2 separate regions of the Mus musculus genome follow, and region 2 is linked to region 1. A link is a contact called in public promoter capture Hi-C data. All regions are on one chromosome and are shown on one strand. Each heading gives the region's core, a stretch centred on a gene start, on an enhancer-like site or on the middle of the called end of the contact. The rest is flanking DNA. Distances are from core to core; before and after follow the strand shown.

Region 1 (7,432 bases), core at 1,769-4,268:
TAGATTTGGGGCATCTGATTTACCCAGCTCTCTGCAGAAGCCACCTTGTGGGTCCAGGACCTTGCTGTGCTCCGTAGATCGAGTAGAGCATGTGGTGGTAGCTCTCTGCAGGGAGGAGGAGCTAACATTACGTCATATTAGGGAGAAGCATGTGTGGAGAGGAACTGCGCAGCATGCTACATTAGAGAGAGGCTTGTGTGGGAGGAGCTTGGATGGCGTGTATATTAGAGAGCTCCCAGCATCCAGCAGCTGCACCTTGACCTGTCTCTTGCCCACTGCTAACACAAGGTGAACAGACCCCGGCGCCCTCCATTTCTGAGGATTTTTCTAGCATTTGAGCAGCCATGGCATCCTGTTGTGACTCCACCTGGAAAACCTGATGCTGCTTTCTGAATCGTTTGAGCATAGGTCAGTTACAAACAGTCCAGAAACTAAAATTATGGTCACAGTGAGAGAGCAAAGAAGTGGAGAACAAAGAAATAGAGGGGAGAGTTTCAAGTTTTTAAGACTCATCAAAGACCCCATAGAGCCTGTCACACCCCTAGGTAGGGCCCCAATTCACATTCAAAGCTGTAGGATTTTTGTTAGTTATAGTGAACTGGGGCAGGTGGGGTGCAGCTTCTGTCGTTCTTGGGGGGTTTCCTGGGTGGAGCACATAGACTCCTGGGCCACACCAATGGACAGGAAAGGATGGAAGTTCCAAGTAGTGAAGTTCCTAACTAATTTTAAACTGGTGTAAGTAGAGAGTGAGGTGGAGAGTGGGGGAGGGGTGCGGGATGGAGCACCTTGGCAGGCTGGGGAGGAGCAGATGTCTTACAAGTGCATCTTGTTGGAGGTGGCAGATTCAAATACCTGGCTGCATGTGTGCTGAGGGTAAGATGCTGAGCATACACTGAAATTGCCAGGGAATTAAACAAAACAAAACAAAACAAAACACCCCCCCCCAATCTGTGTTGGAGATTCTACAAGGCTCAAAGACTGGTAAGAACTACATGATTGTAGAGAGTTAGAATGTTGCAGATCCAGAGAGAGATTATCTTGGGCTATTCATTGCCCATCCCTGTGTTTAACCTAACATCTTTTTGGCCATTGGGTAAAGCCTTTGAAAGGTATTCATAGCAGAGCCCCTTACAAATCCAGAAGTTAAGCATGGCATCAGATAGCGCCTGAAACCTCCCAGCAGAGTTTCCTGCTCTGCTGTGTGGTCACTGCCAGCCTGTTCCTGCTCTGTCGTGTGGTCACTGCCAGCATGTTTGCTAAGCACATTGATTTATGACTTTCCTTTCATTCTGTGACTAATGAGAGCCCATGGAACTTGTTCTCCAGGGAACACTGTCACCAGGAGCTTTGAAGAACACCACATCGGGCACCACATTTTACTGAGAAATTGGGGTTCTTTTTTTCTGAGCTCTTCTCTCTTCTTAATAAAAGAATTTTCAAAATGAAACTGGAGGACAGTTTTATTTGAGAGAAAACAACAGGGCAGGCAAGCTGTGGATCTGAACAGCTGCCCAGAGGAGGGATGTGGAGGGTGAGGGGTGAGGTGGGGCATGGGGGCAGAGGTCGGGGTGGGGAGTAGGAGGTGCTGGGGAGACAGCCTTTTGAGTTAGGGCAGGATGTTTAGCCATGAAGGTCAGCAAACAAGTACATGGCAAAGGGCAGGTAACTTCAGAGAAAAGATGAGACACCCAAAGTTCCAGAGACAACATGTTTAGACTTTGGCCAATATCCGAGAAAGAGAGAGAGAAAAGAAGAAAAAGGGAAAGCTGAGGAGAGCTGAGAGCTGAGTGGCTGCAGCTCCAGGACGACTGCACTGAGGGTTTCATGAAGGGAACGTGCCGTGTCTCATCCCATTAAGGGGATACCTACTCCTCCTAGCTAAGCTTGGCTGCCGGGGATCAGCCTTGGTTAACAGGCCCAACTGGATGAACTCTTAAGGGAGGGTGGAGACAATCATATGTAATGTTCTTACCTTTGGAATGGATCCTGTCTCCACACAGGAAGACTCCACCAGGGAGAGGTCCATCCTCGGTGGCCTTCAAGGCTTTAAGGCATCTGTAATGACATGTTTTTCAGAGCAGCTTGAGTCTGTGTTCCCAAGTCACAGTCGCTCATATTTGGTTCAGGAACTCTCTTATTCCCTTTGTTGTGAAAGCTGGATTTGCATCAAGACCATAGGATGCTTTCCAGACATGTAACCTGCGGTACCCGAGGATGCTATATCCTGAGATGGATAATACCAGAAGAAGAGGAAGAGGCGTGGGAAGATTTAGGTTTTGTGTGGGCATCGTGAGTTGCTTATGATGCTTATGAGGGTGCAAAGTGAATGTGTAGGCACACAGATAAAGGTTTTGTCTTAGCCACTGTTCTGTTGCACCGTGACCAAGGCAACTCTATGAAAGAAAGCACTTAACTAGGGGCTGGCTTACAGTTTCTGAGGCTTTATTCATGTCACCATGGGGGTGGGGGCATGGAAGAACACATGGAGCTGGAGAAGTAGCAGAGAGCTACATCCTGGTCTGTAGGCAGTCCAAGTGACATTGAACCTGGGAGGGGTGGGGGCTTTTGAAACCTCAAAGCCCACCCTCAGTGACACACCTCCTCTGATAAGGCCACAGTTCCTAATCCTTTTCAAATAGTGCCACTGCTGGTGACTAAGCATTCAAGTGTATGAGCCTACCAGGGGCCATCCTTATTCACTACCACAGGTTTGCATGTGAGTATGTGGGCCTGAGGCACGGATGAGAGCCTCAAGGTGGGCAGTAAGCACAGGCGTCATTCCAGTTTCACTGGAAATGGTCTAGTGGGTGGGACTAGAAGGGCCAGGATGGCCTTGATGGGAAGAGAATCCAGCAAAAGAAACTGCAAAGTAGGAGTAGGAAACCCAGAAAGGGTCCGCTGGGTGCAAGTATTACTGGTAGAGTTTATAGCTAGTCATGAGCAGAGTCCTATAATCTGGTTAGGGTCAGCACATAGGAAAAGGTAGGTGTTGTTACCACTAGTCCTTCACTGCCACCTCTCAGGCCTTACTGCCACCTCACAGGCCTCACTGTCACATCACAGGCCTCACTGTTACCTCACAGGCCTCACTGTCACCTCACAGGCCTCGCTGTCACCACATAGGCCTCGCTGCCTCCTCACAGACTCTCAGTGCCACCTCACAGGTCTTACTGTCACCTCACAGGCCTCACTGCCACCTCATAGGTCTTGTTGTCACCTCACAGGCCTCACTGCCACCTCATAGGTCTTGTTGTCACCTCGCAGGTCTCACTGCCACCTCACAGGTCTTGTTGTCACCTCACAGGCCTTACTGCCACCTCATAGGCCTTACTGTCACCTCATAGGCCTTACTGTCACCTCACAGACCTTACTGTTACCTCACAGACCTCACTGCCACCTCATAGATCTCACTGTCACCTCACAGGCCTCATTGCCACCTCGCAGGACTCACTGTCACCTTACAGGCCTTACTGCCACCTCATAGCCTTGCTGTCCACTCATGGGCCTCACTGTCACCTCATAGGCCTCACTACTACTCACAGGCCTTGCTGTCATCTCACAGACCTTACTGTCATCTCATAGGCCTTGCTATCACCTCATGGGCCTCACTGTCACCTCATACAGGCCCTCACTGTCAACTTACAGGCCTCGCTGTCACCACACAGGCCCTCACTGTCATTTCACTGGCTTCATTGCCATCTCACAGGCCCTCAGTGCTACCTCATAGGCCTCGCTGTCACCGCAGTCCCTACCTGCCATCTCCCAGGCCTCATAGCCACCTAGCAGTCTCTCATTGTCAAAGCACCAGCCTCACTTCCACATCACAGGACCTCACTGTACCTCAGAGGTTCTCACTGCCACAAGACCTGACTGCCACCTCATAGAACCTCATTGCTCCCCTAGAGTCCCTCACTGTCATGCCACAGACACTCAATGTCACCTCATAGCCCTTGTGGCTACATTAAAGACCATGTCACCTCCCAGAACTCCGTGTAACCCAACAAGGTAATATTTGCATTTCACAGAGTCCTCCTGCCACCACACAGGACATGGCCACCATCCCACAAGCCCTCACTATGATCTGACAGTCCTCACTGGTACCATACAGTGCCTTCCTGTTGTGTCACAGGCCTCCTCAGTCCTTATAGGCAGTCACTGTTGCCCCAGAGGCATCACTGCCACTTCATAGGCCCTAACTGTTACCTCACAGGCCACAGTGCCATTTTACGATCTCATTATCACCTCACGGCACTAACCTTCCATCGCACAAGCCCTTCCTCCCACCTCACAGACACCTCATAGGCATCACTGCTACCCCAGAGGCATCACTGTGCCTCACGCCTCACTGTTCCCTCTCAGGCCTAACTGCCATCCCCACACTTTGACACCTCACTGACACTCACTTAGACCACACATCCTCATTGCCACTTCTCAGCACTTCCTTGTCACTACAGAGACTCAGCTGTCATATAGGCCTCTCTGCCAATCTAAAGCTCCTCTCTGTTCCACTGCAGGTCCTCAATGCCACCTCAGTCCTCATGGTGACTTCATAATTACTCAGACCACAGAGGCACAAGTCACCTCATGGACCTTACTCCCACTTCAAGGACCTCACTGTCAACTCACAGGCTTCACTGTCATGGCTCTCACTGTCACAGACATCCCTTTAACAGGCTTTGCTGTCACAGGCTTCAGTGTCACAGGCTCTCACTGTCACAGGCTTCACTGTCACAGGCTTCCCTGTCACAGCTCTCACTGTCACAGCTCTCACTGTCACAGGCTCTCACTGTCACAGGCTTCACTGTCACAGGCTCTCACTGTCACAGCTCTCACTGTCACAGGCTCTCACTGTCACAGCTCTCACTGTCACAGGCTCTCACTGTCACTGCTCTCACTGTCACAGCTCTCACTGTCACAGGCTCTCACTGTCACAGCTCTCACTGTCACAGCTCTCACTGTCACAGCTCTCACTGTCACAGCTCTCACTGTCACAGGCTCTCACTGTCACAGCTCTCACTGTCACAGCTCTCACTGTCACAGGCTCTCACTGTCACAGCTCTCACTGTCACAGGCTCTCACTGTCACAGGCTCTCACTGTCACAGCTCTCACTGTCACAGGCTCTCACTGTCACAGGCTCTCACTGTCACAGGCTTCACTGTCACAGCTCTCACTGTCACAGGCTCTCACTGTCACAGGCTCTCACTGTCACAGGCTCTCACTGTCACAGGCTCACACTGTCACAGGCTCTCACTGTCACAGGCTCTCACTGTCACAGGCTCTCACTGTCACAGCTCTCACTGTCACAGCTCTCACTGTCACAGGCTCTCACTGTCACAGGCTCTCACTGTCACATCTCTCACTGTCACAGGCTCTCACTGTCACAGGCTCTCACTGTCACAGGTTCTCACTGTCACAGCTCTCACTGTCACAGGCTTCACTGTCACAGGCTCTCACTGTCACAGGCTCACACTGTCACAGGCTCACACTGTCACAGGCTCACACTGTCACAGGCTCTCACTGTCACAGCTCTCACTGTCACAGGCTTCACTGTCACAGGCTCTCACTGTCACAGGCTCTCACTGTCACAGGCTCTCACTGTTTCAGGCTCACACTGTCACAGGCTCACACTGTCACAGGCTCACACTGTCACAGGCTCTCACTGTCACAGGCTCTCACTGTTTCAGGCTTCACTGTCACAGGCTTCAGTGTCACAGGCTCTCACTGTCACAGGCTCTCACTGTCACAGGCTTCACTGTCACAGGCTCTCACTGTCACAGGCTCTCACTGTCACAGGCTCTCACTGTCACAGCTCTCTCTGTCACAGGCTCTCACTGTCACAGGCTCTCACTGTCACAGCTCTCACTGTCACAGGCTTCACTGTCACAGGCTCTCACTGTCACAGGCTCTCACTGTCACAGGCTCTCACTGTTTCAGGCTCACACTGTCACAGGCTCTCACTGTCACAGGCTTCACTGTCACAGGCTCTCACTGTCACAAGCTCTCACTGTCACAGGCTCTCACTGTCATAGGCCTTACTGTCACAAGCTCCCCGTCACACCACCAGCTCACTGAGCCCACAAGCATCACTCACCCCATGCCCCTCTAGCTTCCAGTGCACCTCAGTTTTGCGCCTTGCTGATGCCTGTGTGCCTTTCAGTAAGCACAAATCCCATTTCACCAGCCCAGTGACTGCCTTTCCTGATTTCACTAATTGGACTGAATGGGAAGAAGCAGGACTGGTAAACTTGGGTTAAGGACTCTAAAGTTTAGGTGATTCACACTCAAAGAGTTATCAGGGCTGTATGTGGGAGAATGGTTTAAAGAATTTCTTTTAAATCCTTTTTGTGAAGGAAGAGTAATTCAATGCAACCCTCTGAGGAAGCAATTCTTTTGTGGTCCCACACTGAATGAATTCTGTGATGCCATTCATGAAGTCACCTGGCATCACTGTTGTTTAACACCCATTGTGAGTGAGGTGTAGCTTGGCACTTTTTATACATCATTTCATCGCAACAGTGGTCCTTCAAGGCCAGCATTCTCATTCTCCTCCTGTCCGGGAGAGGAGTAAGGCAGCCTGTCAATACTGGTTGAAGGAGTGGATCTCAGTGCATAGCAACGTACAGCAGGAAACGTGTCATCTCTCAGCTGCTGGCGGTCACCGATTTGGTTGTAGCAGGGCCATGTGCTTCTTTTCGTGGTCCAGTTGCTGACCAGCGGTGCAGCACAGAAAGGCTTCAGCACAGGTGGACCCCTTCTGCCATGTCCTATTTATGCTGGTTGGCCCTATTCATTGTGAGAGAGGCCCACACAGAGACATGAATACCAGGGAGGTGTAAACCACTGACTGCCTTTCAATTACTTATTGATTAATCTGTTAATAATTAATTCTTATGATGCAAATGTTAATGTAGCTTTCAGGTTATGAAAATAGAAGTCATAATTACAGCTAGTCGATATAAAAATGGTTCTGGCTATTTAAAAGTTATACAGAGTTAGCTTGGGATGGCGGTATGCCCAGCACTCAGGAGACAGAGACAGGAGGATCTCTGAGTTCAAGGCTAGCCTGGTCTACAGAGCTGATTCCAAGACAGGGCCACATAGAGAAACATTATCTTGAAAAATGAAATAAAACAAAACTTGTAGAGGGTATGGAGAAAGCCATCCTCAGTGGTTTAATTGTTTATTGTTAATTATTTGTAATTTTTGAGATTGTTCATAAGGGAAAGAACAGTGTTTGCACATTTTGATTTTTGCTGCAAAAACTGAAATTAAAAGATTAAAAATAGAAATAAGCTCATCTTAAGTAGATTTTAATGTATATATTTTGATCAATGCTACATAAAGATATGGCTTAAATGTTAGTTCTGCCCCCTTTTACCAAATTTCAATAGTATGTTAGAAATAGTGTGTATAGTCTTGGTCAAGAGTAAA
Region 2 (7,432 bases), core at 3,414-5,913, 4.5 Mb before region 1:
TATTTCAGCAAGGAGAAAACAAAAATTATATTTACATAAGGAAAAGTTTTTGCCTTTAATAAAGGATACTGCACATGAGTGAATTTAATTGTTTTAACTGAAAGGTAAGGGTTTTGACTGGCTCACACAAAAAAATAAATAAGCCTTGTCTTAAGCTTGCTCCCATTTCCTAATTGTGAAGGGTACTTGACGCCTCACAATCCAGTTCACTATAAACAAAAACAAATGACTACCCATCTACTACCTCATCCACAATAGATTTGTAGTCAGATTTCCTGTCAAGAGCTCTACAAACCTGTGTTGGCCCAGCTACAAACCCCCTGGAAATGGAGGTCTCCAGTGAAGTAACTGGGTCACACAGCAAGGGTCAGCTTAGGCCCAGATTTTGTGAATCTTGCATTTGTTTCTTTGGATGGATGGATAGATGCCATAGACCACCCCTGTCAGGTATGGGGGTCCCTGGAATGAGGGTCCTCGAAGCTAGGTGGGTAAGGATTCGGCAGTAACAAACAGAAACAAACACAGAGGCAGTTTGAATCTGAGTGTATTTTGCAGCTCTCAAGCAGGGGATTTCGTACATTAAAAAACAAACATTACATCTCTTAGAAACTATATCCAGTGAAACAATCACAAATACCAACAAAAATCATTTGGCACAGTAAAGCACAAAAATCATCCAAGCATTACAACTCTGAAACTATATATTCGGTGAATCACAAACAGAACAGCTAACATCATTATAAATCATCAAAATATAGCAATTTTAAAAGGATGTATTCATTGGGGGCTGTTGTCCAAGACTAGTGGCATATTTCCAGGAGTAGGTTAATAAATCTTTAACAGTCAGTGCTCTTAACCGCTGAACTAACTCTTCAGCCCCATGGTCAATTATTATTTAACATATAATGCCTGATTTTTTTAATAAATCTTCAGTATGTGAATTTAAACTATTTTGATTCTTCCTAATTAAGGCTTTCTTTACCATATACCAAAATCCACCTCCAATGACACACGTGTAGCCATATGAAATTTTATTGTTGGGAACATTTTTATCTATCATAAGTTTTGTAAATGATTTTAAAAGTAAAGCACTGATTTCCCTGGGGATGAGGTCATGTTAGTGGCCCCATCTCTAGGGCCTAGGCTACCAGGAACATGTAAGTAAGAAAAGGAATAAGAGAAAACAAAACAGATAGATTGCCATGAGATCTACGGCTCAATATTTTTTCTCAGGGGAAGAGTTCCACAACCGGTTCCAGTAGGCCTCCCCCTTTTGAGGTCAATCACCTCAGCCTGTGGAACTTGTCACACAGATCCTACTGGAGGTGGTGTGGCAGATGGATGGATGGATGGATGGATGGATGGATGGATGGATGGATGGATGGATGGATGAATGGACGGATGGCCAGGAAAGTCTCTAACATGATACGTAAGTAAAGATAACACTGAACTCCAAATCCTTCCACTTCCATCTCCCAAATGTTGGGATTATAGGTATTCAGGCCACCACACCTGGCTTCCTGAATCATTAAAATTATCAGGATAAAATTACTCATCAGACCAAAGTACACTGGGTTTCAAAGGTATGTGCAGGAAAGTTATGAGGGGCGGAGTGTCACTATAAACAAACTGGTCACTTACTTTGGCTTGCCATAACCTGGAATCCAGCCCACAAGGTCTCAATGACAAGAGACTCTTTGATTACAGATTACATATATGTCGTTTGAATCTAGACGCTGAGTTCAGTTCTTTGATGGTTTGGATACAAGGAAATACACATAGGTAGCAGGTATGTCAGGTTCCATAACAGCTCACATCTTTCCTATGCCAGACCTAATAGCACAGCTACCCTTTTGCAACGAAGCTTTGTCTGAAGGACACCCAGGACACCCAGGTCTTCGTGACAGGTAGTACCAAATTGGGCTCATCTTTAACCATTATATGCCATGCTTTCTTCACACCAGGAAAAAGGACTCCACTAGATAGATTAAAGATTTCTTACTTCCTAAAACTGCATTCACTTCTCATTGGAAAGGGAGGAGAGGTGGGTGTTCAAACAGACAGCCAATAGGGATATTTGTCTACTGACTCCTTGGAATTTCTGTAGCAGAGAACAGCCAGATAAAATGCTTAGACCTGTGACATAATCAGAATAAAAACCAGTTATCCCATGTCTTGTACCATTATGCACTAATTCCCTGGAAAGCATCTATGCTTAAGTGCATCCTCCAAAGTATCAGAAAAGCATGGTGTGGGGGCATGGAGATCATCTGTGGGAGTTATTGCAATGTGTACTGTATGTACTTTCTCATGGCAATCACTGAAGAGGGAATTGCTGGCCCCCTCTCATAAGCAAGAAAGGACTTCACTATAGGACCATGGGTAGGTCTCTTTGAAGGTAGAAGTTTGATTTGAATGTAAGGGGTGGGCGTGTTAGTTCTCTTGAATGTAACAGCCTTTCTCTCGCTCTGATTTAGAATCAGCTTAAATCTGAGGAGTTGGAAAATCTCATGGTCATCGTCCAAACTTAGACAGGGGAAGAATGATCTGGCTTCATCCAGCTCAACTGTCATGAATATGCACAGAAGAACAGACCAGTTACAAGACCAACACTTCCATGGAAGCTCTCACTGTCTATAACGGAGGCTTAGTTGGCTTTAGCCCTAGTCTGGGCAGCTTTTAGTAAATTACCCACTGTTCTCCTATTTACCAATTCTCTAGAGTCAAAGTATTTGTGACAGTGAGGGATGCAGGGAGGGGAGGGAGAAAGAGAAAGAGAAGGAGAGAGAGAGGGGGAGAGAAAAAGAGAGAGAGAGGGAGGGAGATGTGCATCTAGGAATGCTTCCTCATGGGTTCTGTCTCCATTCTTTACAAGACATTTCCTACATTACAACACATCTTATTAACAAGCCTACGCATGGGCAAAAGAAACCTCTGGAATCCTACTTTCCTATCAAGACAGTTTGTCTTCTATGGCGAGGCACCAGACCCACAACAGACCCAAGGGCCCTCCCCAGTATTCACATCCCCAAGTTGGATTTATGGATTTGCTCTGATGGATTCAAAAGAAGCAATTAGTTTTAAACAGCCATTTCCCAAGCTTCCAGCTGTCTCCTAGATGCCTTCACAAGCAACCACCTCCATGTCATCCAGCAGACCTTTTATGTACCAGATTTAGGGATGTAAAGGCCAGTATCAGACAAGGTTGGGGGGGGGGGGCGTTTTACCTACCGCATCCCTCTGCATCAAGTTCAGTAGGGATGCTTTTCACCTGTGAGAAGGCATTAGGCTTGGGGGAGGAGTGCCGGGCTTTTCTCATTCTCTTCCTTAGGAAAAGCAGATGCCCAAAGAAGCTGGGGATAGAGGACATAGTGGTAGTTCAAGAAAGTGTTAAACCCAAGAAGCTAAGTTGCCTAACAAGTAATCAACACCCTTTCTGCTAACAGGGTATCTATCTAAATTGAGGTCCATTCATCTGAATGAAAGAAAAAAAAAATCTTCACCTTCCACTGATGTCTACTTGAAATTTAACATTCTCTTCAAGGACTGTGTAGGCAGCTGGCCACAGCAATATTAGCAGTATTTATGATGTTTTAGAAATGTGTTTACAGGTAGTGCCTATATCTTGAATTCTATATTCTGAGCTATTCAAAATTATAATAGTTATTTGCTTTTTAAATTTATATGGCATTCTTTTAAATACTTTAGTGGCTGTTTTCTTTCATCATAGCCTGCCTTAAATTTTATGTTTTTAAAAGTCTCTTGAGAGATAGATGGCTCAGTGGTTAAGAGCTCTTACGGAGGGCTTACTTCCAGAGGAATTGAGTTCAGTTCCCAGCACCCAGATGAAAGCTTATAACCCCAGTTCCAGGGCATTAGGCATACATGCAAACGAACTAACTATACACATGAAATAAAATAATAAAGTTTAAAGCAAAAAGGGAAATCTTCTAAGAAAGAGTCCTTAGTTTTCCCCCAAACTCAGAACTGTCAGAGGTAGCTGCAGGTTTTAAAAAAAAAAAAAAAGGATCAGAAAGCTGTGTTTACAGAGGAGAGGTTTACAGCCTGTGCAAACTCTCTGACTCAGCTTCAGTCTGTGAGCCCTAGAAGCTGGGGTGGCTCTCGGAGAAGTAAGTAAAAGTAAGGTGAAAAGTTTCACCAAAGAGCCTTTTCTCCCTTGTACTAATTGCCAATCAGCCTGGCCTGTGCTTCTCCGCTGACCACCTCCCACCCCCAGCGCCCTGGGTACCTCCCCAGATCAATGCCAGTCTCAACCCACCCGGCAGGCAGGGCAAGGTGCTGAGTGACAGACAACAAGTGGAACTAACGTTTCTGAAATTCCCACGCACCGAGACCACACGTCCAAGCTGTGTGGGTGGAGAGGGTGCCAGGGCCATCCTCTCTGCATCGCTGAGGCTGGGCCACTAAGGAGAAAGCATTGAAGTCCACCGAGTCCCAGACCAAAGGGGAGTCTGTCAGGGGTTGGAAAAGAAGAAGGGCGGCCGGGAGCGCGGAGACAGAACCGAGGTGGGCGACAGCGAGCGGCTATAGGAGGGTAACAGCGTCGTGGGGTGCGTCTTACCGGGCTGAGCGACACCGTGGGCCCCAGCGCTGGCGCAGCAGAAACTACTGTGGCGCTGGAGCGCTGGCCTCGCATAGCCCCGCCTGGCCGCCGGGGCGGGGAGGCAAAGGCCAGGGGCGGGGACAGCCACCACCCCCACACCCCCAACCTCCGGAGGAGGAAAGGCCGCCAGGGCGCTACCCAACAACAAACCCGGAGGGGAATGCGCACCTTGGAGCAGGCACGGACACCGGAGGCATGGGTGGTATGGGTGATCCTTGCTCCCCATGTCCTGCGACTGTCCCCACGCAGCCTAGACGCTTTTCTTACGCCTGGGGTGCAGACAAGGCCACCTCTACTCAGAACCGCGCGGCACCTTCCCCTGGAACCTGCTGGCTCCTAGGAGTTGTTCTTTTGGTGCCTGACAAGTCACTGTTCTGCCCCTTCTAAGGACTGACTGTTTGAAGGCACAAGCCAGAGACCGCGGCTTCATGTGTTAAAACAAATACAGTTCCTAAAAGTTGCTAAGGCCTCAACTTAAAAAAAAAAAAAAAAAAAAAAAACCTCAAAGAACACGCAAATGCCACCAACTTTTTTTTTAAGCATAACTAAGTTTCTTTCGCACTTGTTTGATTATATGCATTTTAATAGTTTTTGAGTCACTTCTTTCAAACTGTCTTCACTCTGAAGGATCTATAGAAAAATTGCTTGGTCGCAAACAGGGACTACGGGTTTGATGGTAAGCCTGGTGGCACTTGCTGGCACCTGCACCTGCAACACTGCCTCCCTAGTAATTTTCCGTGACTTTGTGCAGCAACAGGTAAGTCTGGTAAAGAACTTGGAAACAAAACCAAATGTGATCTGTATTTACTGATAAAGCTATTGCTGGAAACAGCGTATTAAGACTATGTAAAAATAATCCTTAATGTCTGCCATACTCTAAACTAAAACTGAATTTATTTTATCAATAAAATGTTTCACATACTTGAGAGTTGAGGCAAGGGGCGGGGCACCAGAAAAAAATGTTCAGGCCTCAGGACAGTTAATTGTTGTATAGTACTGAACATAACCCTGATTTCCACCCTCTAAGTGCCAACAATTGTAGCCCAAAGTTTTGACAAAAGCAAAACTCTACACACATATTTCCAAAGCAATTCGTACTATTCTTCATCTCTCCTTCCTCTCCATCCTCATTAAGAAGTCCTGGTTCCTGTGAATGAATCAAGGGCAGTCTGTTTGCAGGGTGTTTGGAGGTCTATGGCTGGAGAATCGAGTTGGAAGCCGTGTCCTGAATAGTTCCCACACGCTGGGGCATCTATGTATCGTTCTATTACCCCACTGAAGTCCCTTCTTTCCATCAGTGTCTTGCCCATCAGACATTAAGACTGAGAAGTTACTCCATTGGCATTCCCCTTTTTCTTTCTATAATATTTTATTTACTTATTTAGTGTGCATGTGTGCACGTGTACATGTGTGTCATGAGGCACAGGTGGAAGTTAGAGGTCAACTTCCCAAAGTCAATTCTGTCCTCCAACAGATGGATCCCAGACCATCGGGCTTAGAACCAGGCAGGCATCTTTACCTGCTGACCCATCTCGCCAGCCCAGTCATTCTTTCCTCAGATGGTTATTCTCCATCTTGTCCGCTGAATGTCAAGTGAGCCCTGTGGCTGCTACTGTCTGGACCTACACTTGATTCCCATCCATATGAGGTTTCCAGAGTAGTGAGTGTGCAGACAGGGAGATGGGAAACTAAGAGAAATATTAAAGGATGGCAAGAAAGCTTGGGGGGGAGCATGGTGGGGGAAGGGGGCATGATGTGTAGTGGGGGAGGGGGCATGATGGTGAGGAACAAATACCTATCCAAGAAGATCCGGGCATAAGGAAATATAGACTGGCGACCCCCAGGAAGCCATGCAGACCCATACTAGGAAGGGCACTAGCAGGAATGAGCAGCAATAGAGCGTGGAAAGGAAAAGGAGAAAGCAAAGACACTGGAGTAAGGGCAAGGCAGAGGGATTCTCCAGGCATGCTGCTTTAAATGCACCTGCTTGGAGCCCATTAAACAAGCCCCACCCTCATCTCTGAAGCAAATGCTTCCTTGGGTGAATGTGTAGCTAGAGAAGTGGTTTATTCTGCCCCAGTAAACCTTCCTACTTGTGATAGCCACTCATCCAGAGAGACACCAATCCTCACGAGCTACTATGAGACTCATTGGGAAGTTGGGGGGGGTGGGGATTTCTGGAGCAAGCAGCACACACTGTCCCTCCTGACAGACCAACAGGAAGTCTCCTAACCAGAAGGGAAGTGAGCAGAGATACAGAGAGTATATTACCTTTTCATATGTGGCCTTCAATAGGCAGTTCCAATCTCTCCCAGATTGCTGCATTCCTCGCAGCCAAACTGCTTGTAAAATAGCCAAAATTGTATCAAGCTACAGCGCAGTTAGAGTTTCTTCATCTGTATCACAGGAGATCAAGTGATTTTCCAGTCAGAAAGCACTAATGTATACACAGGTACTTCAAATACAAAGCGCCCTATCCCGATCAGCACTGATTGCAAGCAAGAAGCCAGCTATAGACACCTTAACTTAAGAGAAATTGGGAGAAGGCTTCCATCAAATGCTGGAGTCATAGTGGCCAGGGACACGAACCTGACTTAGGAAAGTTCTAAGGAGTCAAAGAGCCTGTGATGGTTTGTCTATGCTTGGCCCAGAGAGTGGCACTATTAGGAGGTGTGACCTTGTTTGAGTAGGTGTGCCACTATGGGTATGAGCTTAAGACCCTCACCCTAGCTGCCTGAAAGTCAGTATTCTGTTAGGTGCCTTCAGATGAAGATGTAGAACTTTCAGCTCCATGCCTGCCTGGATGCT

The links. Promoter capture Hi-C pulls out the DNA fragments that hold promoters and counts their contacts.
Region 2: a contact with region 1 is called in a promoter capture Hi-C map of liver, with 5 times the contacts expected there. The contact joins the promoter of Sqor here to the promoter of 1700054M17Rik in region 1. A contact is called at or near these places in 2 of 39 promoter capture datasets (both in liver).

What each region holds. Positions count from the first base shown.
Region 1 is chr2:118,300,500-118,307,931 of GRCm38.p6, reverse strand. It overlaps 1700054M17Rik (RIKEN cDNA 1700054M17 gene), which reads right to left and starts at 3,018. Exons shown (of 3, transcript NR_045919.1): 1 at 2,997-3,018; 2 at 1,973-2,055; 3 at 1-105. All of the region lies in intron 1 of Gpr176 (G protein-coupled receptor 176), which reads left to right.
Region 2 is chr2:122,762,590-122,770,021 of GRCm38.p6, reverse strand. It overlaps Sqor (sulfide quinone oxidoreductase), which reads right to left and starts at 4,663. Exons shown (of 10, transcript NM_001162503.1): 1 at 4,583-4,663.